Regions from separate parts of the Manis pentadactyla genome. Here region 1 is linked to region 2. The links are chromatin contacts, called in public Hi-C maps. All regions are on one chromosome and are shown on one strand. Each heading gives the region's core, a stretch centred on a gene start, on an enhancer-like site or on the middle of the called end of the contact. The rest is flanking DNA. Distances are from core to core; before and after follow the strand shown. Region 1 holds the start of CHCT1 (CHD1 helical C-terminal domain containing 1). Region 2 holds the start of ZNHIT3 (zinc finger HIT-type containing 3).

Evidence for each region. A called contact is a pair of places that touch in the nucleus more often than the background predicts.
Region 1: a contact with region 2 is called in a Hi-C map of skin fibroblasts, with 6 times the contacts expected there. The contact joins the promoter of CHCT1 here to the promoter of ZNHIT3 in region 2. A contact is called at or near these places in 2 of 3 Hi-C or Micro-C datasets (fibroblasts and skin fibroblasts).

Annotation. Positions count from the first base shown.
Region 1 is chr4:154,559,945-154,566,012 of mManPen7.hap1, reverse strand. It overlaps CHCT1 (CHD1 helical C-terminal domain containing 1), which reads right to left and starts at 2,303. Exons shown (of 6, transcript XM_036910996.2): 1 at 2,253-2,303; 2 at 1,027-1,128; 3 at 572-747; 4 at 19-118. The coding sequence starts at 2,303.
Region 2 is chr4:154,249,507-154,254,728 of mManPen7.hap1, reverse strand. ZNHIT3 (zinc finger HIT-type containing 3) reads left to right here and starts at 2,144. Exons shown (of 3, transcript XM_057501262.1): 1 at 2,144-2,309; 2 at 2,425-2,456. The coding sequence starts at 2,224.

The DNA of each region.
Region 1 (6,068 bases), core at 1,054-3,553, 310 kb before region 2:
CTCTCCCAAGAGCCTCACCAGAAACTTGGCCAGCTGGTTGCTCTTGGTGTGCTTGTAGAGACTGCGGAGCTGCTTCGCCTCCAGTTCTGAAAAGAGGGAGACAAATCGCCAGAGCATCCTGCAGGGGAGAAACCCACAGCTGAGGAAGGCAGAGCACAGCCCCTCTCCCTCCAGCATTTGTCCTGTGGCGGGCACCCACCCAGGAAGAATGGACCACGCACTGCTGCCTTCTTTGTGTTTTGTTGGAGGCATGAAGAAATGGAGTTTGCCAAGCCTGGAACATCCTGTCCTGGTGATGAGCACCCCCACCACCTGGTAGTTGTTCAATCAGAGGTTATTCTCCTCAGGGTCAGGAGAGCTCTTTGCACTGTGTGGACAGCCACGGTATATCAATGCTGGAGTGACTAGAGGACCCTGTTCTCTCCACCCCTCTTTACCATGCTCACTTCAGGATCCTGACTCTTTCACAGAAAGATGAAGGACTAGGGGATCTTGACTGAGGTGTGGCCTCAAATCTAGAGGGAGGGGCCCAGGAGTGGGTGTGATGGGAAGGGCCAGGAGGCTGCCCTACTTCCTCCAGTGCTTGATTTCCCAGGCTTGGCAGTAGTGCTGCAGAAAGGCATTGATGTGATCCCCTAGGACCACCAGGCTCTGCTTCATGTACTTTAGCTGCTTCTTCTCAGGAACGTCCTTGGGCAGGTGCAACTTTCGCAGGAACTTCTTCAGTGGCCTTAGGTATTCTTTACACTGAGGAGGCAACAGGTGAAGTGAGAGGCCATTGGAGAAAAGAAGAGGCAGATGGGCAGCCCCAAGGAACCAGCAGGTTGGCTCAGCTGCAGCCCTTGTGGCCTAGGAAGGGGCACACATGTTAGATGAGGAGGTTGTAGTCAACCTCTTACACACTTCCTTCCCAAGAGTGTGGCAAGTGGGGAGGCGAGCTATGGGCTGAGGCCCACCAATTGCTGAACCAGGTCTCCTGACCTGTGTGGAGCAGGGACCTGGGTCCTGAGCTGGCCTGTTACTCACAATTTTGAAGGCGTCCTGGCTGAGGCCCTTGGCATGGCACACCAGGGACACTCTAGCAGGGATGGTGCTGAAGCTCTCCTCTAAGTAGGGTACATCTTCCACCTGTGGGGAGGCAGGGGCAGTGGTTGGTTGGGGGGCTTAGGCTGCTGCTCCTGAAGGGCAGCAGTGCTGGGCAACCACTGGTCCAAATGCCAGTCAAAGTCCTTCTCCATTTTCCCTATGACGTCTTCCTTGACCCAGCCCTGAGGTGAGTGAACCCTGGGCAAAGAAACGCATTTTTGAGAATCCCTGCTGAGAAATTCTAGAATGTTCCCCCAATTTCTTTGATAATAATCATAGCATAGTATACTAACAAACTTCGCAATGCACTTGGTAAACATTCGTTTTATTCTACCACAAATTCTGTGAGGTTAGATATCATTATCCCTTTTTATAGATGAGAACACTGAGGCAGCAAGAGATTTAATTAACTCCTTGGGAGAATGAGCAGGGATTCATTAATTCATCCACCAAGTAAACATTTATTGAGTATCCACTTCCCAGGCCCACCTCTTTGTATCCCTAACCTTTAGCATCATGTCATGCTACCTACTGGGTACTCAGAAAAACATGTGATGGTGATAGTAATCACGAGAAGGAAATTTCTGGGCAAAAGTGGGGCAAAAAAGGCTGAAAATTAATGAAGATGGAGTGACCAAAATAATACTTGAAGTCAAGAGTACAGGGTTAGATTGACATGGCTGGGTTTGCACCTGACCTTTTAAAAGACTTTCAGAAAAATGGGCATTAATTCCTGCTTGTGTTCAGGGGAACAAGAAAGATCCAAGCCCAGACCACCCTGAAGGCAGAGACCAAGAAAAAAGATGGGGGTAGACGGAGAGGGTATGGGATACAGGCTTCTCTAGGCCCCAGAGAGAGGGGACTCTAGGTGATCACCTCCTTTAACACACCACCACACCACACAACCATGTACACACACACACACACATACACACGGGCCCTTGTCTCTTCATAACCAACCAACAATCACGTCCAGGAATACATGTCCTTGATAAACATCTGTTTGAATGAATTCATCTTCTCTTGTTCCTTTAGTCTCTTGCTAACTCATGTACCTCATCATTGTTTTCCTTCTCTTCTTCCTTGACTTTCCTATTCTCTGCTTTCCAAAACCGGCCCTCAGGGACTCTCCTTTTTCCCCTCCCTCACATCCCCAGCCCCCTCACCTTCTCTAGAGGCTCGTCCCCTTCACCCTCTCGCCCATCTGAGGCCTCCATCTCAGTAGGTGCACTGGTGGGCTCCAGAGTGGCACTCCTCATGTCCCCTCAGGCTGCTGACCTGCTGCTTCTGTGACCCAGGTGACCCAGGGACCGGCCGGGTTGGCTCCAGAACGCGGAGGGAAACCGTGGCAGCTGTCAACACAGAGCCCCCCCCCCCACCCGTTCCTAGGGTGGTCGCCGGCCGTCGCCTGCCAACTGGGAGCTGGACGGGGGGCGTGAGGAAGATGTGCGAGGCAGAGCTGGAACTTTGTCGGAGCCCCCGGCCGGTCGGGATGGGCTGTACCCCTTCTCCCGAGAGAACTGTCAGTTGCTGTTGATTTTGAACCCTGGTACGGCTTGTGAGGTAATTTTCTCGCGTGAGTACCATTCAGGCCTCCCCTCCCCCCCACCCCCGTTACATCGTGCGCTTCCTGAGACGGGGGACCGGGGTTTGTAACTTTCCTCTCGGGATTTGGGACTAAGGGCTAGAGGGTGCATTGAGAAAATGGAATACAGTAAATCTCCCGAGATAGAGCTCTTCTACCCACCTGTGGCCTCCAGGAAGTTAATAAGCCAGTTGTGGTGGGTGTTGGATGACGGCATTGGAGGTATCTTTGCGGGGGTGGAGGGGTACAAAAATACTAGCCACCGTGTATTATGTCAACCCTCGCAACAGTCTTCCCGGGGCTAGGTACCCGTAGCGATCCCATTCCACAGAAGAGGAGCCGAGATGCAGAGGCCCGCACGGTGTCCCAGGCCGGCGGCCACTAGGGGGGGTGCGGAAGTTTGGGCCGAACTGCGGTCCTTCTGGGGACCGGGGGCGCCGCTGAGGCGCGCGGGGCCTCCGCGTCCGCTGAGGCGCGGGGGCGGGTCCCAGCCGCCGCCCGGCCCCCAGCGCGGCTCCGGCTGCCCCTCGCGTCCTTCAGCGCGCGCGGCCGGCGACGGCGCTGGACGGGCGGCCCGCGTCCGCTCCCCGCGCTTGCGCCTGCCACCCGGAGCGCCGCGGCCCTCGCCTCTGTGTGCTCTGGGCCCGGCGTCCCGTGTTCCCCACCCAGGTTGGCCGTCTTCCTACCCGGCCTTTGCAGGCGCCGCGTTGGGGCGCGGCAGGACGCTTGTGGCTCTACCTCCAAACGGAAAGGTCTGTTCTCTGACCATTAATTCAGGATTATTTTGCTGCCATTAAGAAGAATAATTAAATTGGCAAGAGTGAGGAGAAAGGAGCTCTCTTATACTCTTCTGCTGGGAGTGGGAATTGGTAAACAAGGTAATGCAAAATATTAACTATGCATTCCCTTTGACACACAAATTCTACGTCTGGGAATTTGTGCTAAGGAAAGATGGATGTAGCAGGACTGTTACAATGGTGACAATTTGGAAAAAACTGAAGCGTCATCAATAGGATAAGGTAGTTAAACTGTGGTACACCCATACTTAAAAGTACTATGCTGTGAAATATTAAAGTTAAAATTAATGTTTAAAAACACTTTACTACTAAAATAGGAATTATTAAAATACTACTCTATATAATACTAATTAAAAATTTAAACTTTAAATTACTCTGTATGGAAAACTGTATGGTATTATATATTTTTCTAAGTATGTATTTATATATACACAGAAAAAAGTCTTTAAGGATACCTTTCAAAATCTCAAGGGCGACTTTTCACTTTCTTTGCGTATTGTCTGCCTTTTTAAAAATAATATGTTTTACATTTACAGTCAGAAAGGGCAGCTATGTTTTTAAAAGTTACTTGTAAGGAATTAAAAACATTATAAATGCTAGTTTAAAAACAGCATAAAAGAGTATTACATTGTAACTCATACTTACATAAGTGAACAAGGATATGGACGAAGACTGGAAAAAAACAGTAAAAAAAAACAAGGAATTGAATATATATATTCAATTCAAATATACTCTCCTGCCCCAAATAATACCTACAATTCAGAAGGGGGAAAAAAGCGTCAGAACCTCAAGGTTTATCCGTCCCTGCCTGTTCCTTCACCCCGCTCCACCCCTTCTTTTCCTTCTCAGAGCCTCCAGCAAGTCCTAGACTCTGGTTGCCTGCCCTATTCCCATAATGGTTTCTTACCAACCTTAGGGAGTAGCCTGAAGAGACAGTTGAACCTGTCAGCAGCCAGGAATTAATGGTTCCATATTCAACCATTAACTAAGACAAAACAAAAATCCATTGCCTTTAGGAAACATCCTTCAGAATTCAATTAGTCAGTGTAAAATGACTCTACAGGGCAAGTCAACTCATTCAACAGAGTTATTCCTCCAATGTTTAATTTGAAAACCCTATGTACCATGTACTTTAGGCAGGTGGGGTGGGGGTGGAGATGGTGGGGGTGTTAATTTGTCCACCCTCCACTTTATGCAGGCTGGCATGTTCCTTGATGGGACCAGCCAGTTTCCTTCTCATCATGTCTCACCCTTATCCCCAGTGCACATGATAGAGCTCACAAAATTCTTGTTGTATGCCCTGACTTCAGTGGATAAAGCCACTCCAAGGCCACTAGGGCTTGAATTACTGTGGAAGGCAGAATCTCTTAACATGGGTTGGGCTTGAGGGAATCAACAACCCCTTTAAAATTCTTAACTAGCAAATTGTATTTGAGGACCATAGTCTTCATCAGATAATCAGAGACGTCTGTGGCCTCAAAGAAGTTAGGAACTGATAAGGGTGTGAACCTTCCCAACAGTGGCTTCTCAGATGGGTCTTTATATCTGATTTCATGGAAGCCTCAAATGGAAATAGTGTGAGAAATGCCAGGAAGACTAATGAGTCTGGAGAGAAACAAGTGGAGGAAGAAGGCCTGGGAGTTTTAGGACTAACTAACCATATCCCAGACCCAACCCAAGAAACCAGGGACTAAGCAGAAGACCAATGAGATCCTTGACAATGTCCAGTACCTCTGAAGGACTGCATCCCCTGCCAACAGCCTACATCCAGCCCTCACCCAGGGGGAAGGAAGCATTCTCCTAATAAAGGATAAGAGCTGTCAGGACAGGGCCTGCAGGTGGGAGGTCTTTCTCTCCCCTATCTGGCAGGACCCAGGCCCATTTCTACATGCCGGAGCATCTCTTCAGCTCTTCTCCTCTCAAAATAGTTCTCAAAAATGTTTGGTACTTTTTCTTCACTCCTATCTGATATTTACTGTAGTTTTCCATTTAATGGAGGCTTGGTTTAATTTCACTTTTTTTTTTAGCAATGTTTTAATTTGGGGCTCATGTACTCTAAAAATAACTTGTCAGGCTATCAAAATAACACTGCAGAATGGCATCCTCAGAACTTCAGAGCATGTTTCAAAACAGTTAAATATATGCAAGCTTCTGTGTTCCTGTCAAATTGCTGGGCCTAATGATTTCCACTCATCTGTCTCTGGAAGGTGTTCTTTCCTCAGATGGGATTCAGGCTGATGAGCAGGAGAGGATTGTATTGGCAATGAATATTGGAGCTAGGAAGGATTTTGGAGAGAAAAAAATGTCACCTCCAAATTTGTAACATGTTCCCCTCAAAGGTCTTACACTTGCCTCCTTTCTTCCAGGGCACCCTATTTGTCCTTGCCTTCATGCCTAGATTTGGTGGTGCTGGCGACTAATACCGGGTTTTGTAGACAGAAAAATCATCAAACCTCAGACGTGCAGAATCAGAATCTCCCATGAGGGCATGGAATCAGCATTTTGATAGATGTCCCAGGCAATTCTTATCATTAGGCAAACTTGGAAGATGCTGGTATGGTAAGTTGAATTCCACACTGGCCCTTGTTTGAGTCCAGCTG
Region 2 (5,222 bases), core at 895-3,394:
TGTTTGGAAGTTCTCCTTGAAGTCTAACTGTAGGTCAGACTGTCATTTTCTATGGTTGGGGGAATGAATGCCATTTCATGAGTATGAAAAAACATACAAAGAGTTGGAAACCACTGACTTGGGTCCACACCACTAGACGCCAGGCCTCCTTTATTTGGCTCCTACCAGCAACTTCACTCACTTTAACATCCTAGCTACTCTCTTGGATGCCAGAGGGCAAATGGAGGGGAACAGAAGAGAACGTGGCAGTAGGTCCCCTAAGGATTGCATAGCAGTCGCTTTCTTCTCTTAGTGCTGGTCCTGGGTCCCCCATGCCTGGGGAGAGAGAGGGGTGTTAGAGTTGAGGTTTAGCAGGGCAGCACACAGAGCCCAACCGTATCAACCTCCTGTCTCACAGAAAGGCAACATGTAACCCATGTGGGGGGAGTAGCTTCATCTGCGCGCCCCATCGTGGCTTTGGGGAGGGCAGGGCAGTGGCTAGCCCCCTGGTTAGAAAGCCAAAAGCTCCTGTGAAGTTTCATCACGCTAATGTGGGTGGCCAGCTTCCAGCTGGATCTCCTCCACTCCCCCTCACTCCCCTCCACCCCAGGAAGGCTGTGAAGCCTGGGGCGATGGGCACCGGGGAGCTGCGCCGAGTCTCATTTGGAGCCCTCGGCCGGCGTAGACCTCGCTTTCGTGGAGGAGACACGCCTGCCCAGCCAATCGCCTGCCTTGGCGCCGCACTCTCCACGCTCATTCCCGTTGCTTGGCGGTTTTGGAGGTGCGGGCCAGCTCCGGGAGTCATTCCCCTGCGCTGCGAGACAGCCTCGTCTTCCGCCCCGTGTCGGGGAGAGCTCGCTCAGGTTCCGCTGAAGCTCCAGGTACACCAGAGCCAGTCTCGGCCTGGAGCGCCCTCTGGCGGTGCTAGGCGCCAGGCCTGGGATTGAATGAGCTGGACATTGCCTGCCAGACGGCGGAGCTCCGAAACCTTTCTGCCTGGCGTGTTACCTAGACTCCCTCCAAGTCCAGCACTACGCCTCAGGCTGATGCCAAATAGGCACGAGGCAGCCTTAGACAGCTTCTGGGACCAGAATGGTAGCGGTCCAGGGAGGGCCAAGGTGCGGCCAAGGGCGACTTCGTCAATGTGGACATTTAGTTGTTGGTCCTGGAGTCATATCTGCCTTTCTTCTCTTAACTAGTCACTGTCCAGAGGAGCTGTACTGGTTTCCTTGGCTTCTTGGTGGTTTACCAACCTCATTGCCATCACAGCTGAGCTACCTCCCTTCCTGGACATTGAAGCAGGAGGGGTGCAGCTGTGCATGTGGGGTTGGAGCCCTGGTTAGGCTGGCCGTCCTCAGGGCTTGGAGGAAGAGGAGGGCTCCCAATAAAACATAGCTTTGTCTATTCCTAAATAAAGCCTGAGGTGGCATTCAAGGCCCATCATAGTTCGCCTGTCTGGACTTGTTAGGCCAGGATACCCACCTTTGGGCCATTGGTCACTCATCTGTTCCCTGGCTGGGACTAAGGAAAAGTGGGAAGCCTAGGATGTAAAAAGTGCAGGCTAGCACCAGCAAGACCCTGAGACTGAGTTTCTTCCCTCCCACCTTTCCATCTTGCCTGCACTATAAGCCTTGAGCTCCCAGAAGGCAGAGACTGCGCCTGCTACTCCCCAGGTAGCCTCCCAGCCCAGCGTCTAGCAGGGCAGGGCTCACGGAGCTCAAGAAACATTTGTCCATATTTGTCATGGCCAAACTTTCCATCTTTCTTTCCTGTTGAGAAAAATGGCCCAGGTTGGGAAGAACACGTGACCTAATGGATTCTACTTTGGCCAGTGTCTGGACTTTTTTGTTTTTTTGCGGGGAGAACCCCATGCTGGTGTGAGATTCAGAAAATCCAAGCCAGAAAGTAAAGGGCATTTAATCCCACGAATTCTTTTTACATGCGGTGGAACAGAACCGGATAGTGACGATGACTTGCTCCAAGTCACCCGGCCACGCAGAGGCAGGGACAGGGCTACATAATTCTTCCACGACGTGACCTATCCCAGAAAGCGTACTGGATGCGCATCGAGTGTATCGACTTTTAACTTATCGAGCCTGGAACAATGAGCAGGCTCGATCCATTGCTTTGACTGCCAGCAAGTGCTGCTCACCGATTGGTCCTGGTGAGGAAACGGAGAAAAGTGCACGTGGGAGCCGAGGCAGCCCAGACGTGTCAGGGTGGGGGCCTGTTCCCGGAGAAGACATGGCGTCGCTCAGTTGTAGCACCGTCGTCTGCGTGATATGCTTGGAGAAACCCAAATACCGCTGCCCCGCCTGCCGCATGCCTTAGTGAGCTCGGGAGGGCGAGGAGGGGGGCTGAGTGTTGGGCCTGGCTGGGGCTGCGGGGCTGCGGGAGGGTCCGCGTAGCCCTCGGAGCTGACGCAGGCCTTGCACTCTGTTACAGCTGTTCGGTGACTTGTTTCCGGAAGCATAAAGGTAAGGCCCCGGTGTCCCTGCCCCAGCCCTGCGCCGCGCCCCGTGCGGGGCAGCCCCCGCTCCCTACCGGCGTCTCGGGACCGCGCTCCCTCCGGGCCTCGCCCGCCCGATCCTGTGGGAGGGCCTCTGCCTGTGAGAGCATCTCCGGAGTTTGAACATTCAGAAACTTCTGCGCTGACTTTCCTTCTATGTACCGTCCTTTTTTTTTTTAACTTTAAAAATAGGCGACGACTTGACTAACAGCAAAAGTCGATCCTGGCTGTTTCTTCATCTTAGTATTCTGACGCAGCCCCTCATTGGAAGAAGCTGGATGGCTAAAGTTAATGTTTTATTTTTTTTTTAAATAATGTCTTGTTAGAACAGTGAGGTACATTAGAGAGATGATGTACTGCAAGGAGCGATGCTGTTAATGTTGTCAGGTCTACATTTTAATTCTCCAATCCCGCACTTGGTCTCAGTCCCCGGGGACCCTTTCCACTACCTCATGCTTCCTACTCTGACATTAAACTTCCCCATTGCTGCTTCTACTTCATCCCCTCCGGTCTTTGGCCCTTTTTTTGTTTGTTTGTTTAAACCTGAGTATCCGGAGCATTTTCCGCTCAAGATAGATAGAACTGCTTTGTTGGAAATGGGGTTGGGGAGCCGTGCCTGGACCACGTCCCTCTCGCCCTGCAGCCCTGTGAGGACGCTCCACGAACCCCTAGGTCAGGCAGGAGCTCTTAACTATCTGGTCCTGCTACTGCCAGGGTGATTTTTCTGAAATGTAAATTAGAGTAATTCACATCCACGTTGAAAACCCCTTTCTCTAGCAAAGGAGGTCAGTGGTTGTTAACCTGGGTATTGCTCTTTCTAGGGAGACAGAGGGTCACATTGTGTTGTCACTGTCGCTGAGGAGGGGTTGGCCGTACTGAGGTTAACTGGTATTGACTCAGACATCCTGCGGGAGTCAGACTATCCTACAGCATTAAATACCTTTCTGCCCTAGCACAGCAGCACCCTTGCTGAGAGACTCTGTCTTGGAAGAAAGGTGAACCTCCCTTGTGTTGTGGTCTTTTGCTGCTTCTACTTGTGCCCCAGCCACCTGCCAGGCCTGCCCTGCTAATCAGCTGGCAGTTGCTCATCACCGTCTCCTTGCATTTGCCCCTATTCTTTCAAGGGTCGGGTCCTGCTATAGACCCCTCTGCCAGGAATGCACTTTCCACCTGGCAACACCTCTCCCTGCCAGACTCCTCTTGGTTGGCTTCTTGGCTTTCTCACATGAATTAGATCAGACTCATTTTATCCGTATCTCTAGCTGTCAGCCATAAGACTGAACCCCTCTGAGAGGGGCCTGAGGACTTTCACATGTGTATTCCCAGTAGCACATGGTGCATGCAAATTTGTTATCTGAAACTGCTGAGAAAATGGTTTGATGCTAATTGAAAATAGTGTGCCACTTAATTGTGGTGAAAGCCACAATTAGGACAGTGAGGATTGGGACAGACCCTACAGATGCATGAGGTCTGTTCCCTCAGCCCTTCCACCAGGCCCATGATGGCTTGTTCTTTTTCTTATACTGCCTCTTGATCTGATCTTTCACATTCTCTCTATCCATCTCCACCCCACTCATAGCCCTTACCCTGCACATACACTTCCCACCTAGATGCTGCCTTGGTGGGGAGGTGCCACCTTGTCACTCAGATGGAGGTGATGTGCACCTGAGATCTGTGTCTCTTTCAGAGCAGTGCAATCCTGAAACTCAACCTGGTGGGAAAAAAATAAGATCAGCTGCTATTGCAATAAGTATAAAGCCTGTGGAAGATGAAGGTGGGTTAACTGACTTCAAACAAACAAAACCTGGGAAAGGGTTCAAATAGAAAACATTGGAAGAAAAGAAGAGACTTGGGCTGGGGCAGGGAGTGGAGAATGATGGGTTCATTAGGGAGCAGCAGCTGCCTTGGCCCTGAGCACCAGGAGTGGGGGCACCTGTCGTCAGGAGGTGGGGGGGTACTGCAGAGCAGCCTGAAGCCAGTGTTCAGGACAAGAAGTATGGGAGCAGATGGGAGAAAGGCCAAAGTGGTGGTTTGGGGCTGAGGGGTGGACCTTGCTGTTGGGAGTCTTCAATCACGGCTTTTCAGGTCTACAGCCATGGGCCTGGCTGGGGCTGTCAGTTCACCTGAGCCGGGTCCAGCAGGGAGATTGCTTGTGGCCTAGGTCGCCTGCTGCTGCTCTGGGTTTCTCATAGCTTATAGCAGGAGTGCGGGCTGCCATCCCAGCCAGCCAGCCAACCTCTCCTTTAATACCTTATGGGTGTCATGCACCATGCCAGGCTCTGAAAGCAACCCCTCCTGGTGCCACCAGAAGTATTGAACATTCACACCAAGGGGATCGCCCGTTTCTGCCCTTTGAGAAGCTTGTTGGGTTCAGGCAGTGCCAGAAATTTGTCCATGCTGAAAGCACAGGCGATTCACATTGGCGGGTTTTTATAGAGCATCTAAGTTTTTGGCCCATAACAGGGCTGGAGCCATAATGGGGAAGTAGGGTGATAAGAATTAGAGTCAGGCTCTAAGCCCAAAGACCACAGAGAAACATAGTGTGTGAATACTTAGATGCATTTGTTAGACCCACCAGTTCTTTCACTTACTTCCCTAAGAGTGTTGTGCAGTCACAAAATTCCAGAGAAAAGAGGTTATTTTTGTTTTGTCTGTGCCTGCTTACACACCTGTTACTGTATATGTGCACATGTTTATTAGAGTAGGTAAAATCTGGTCCTCGGCTTTCATTTTA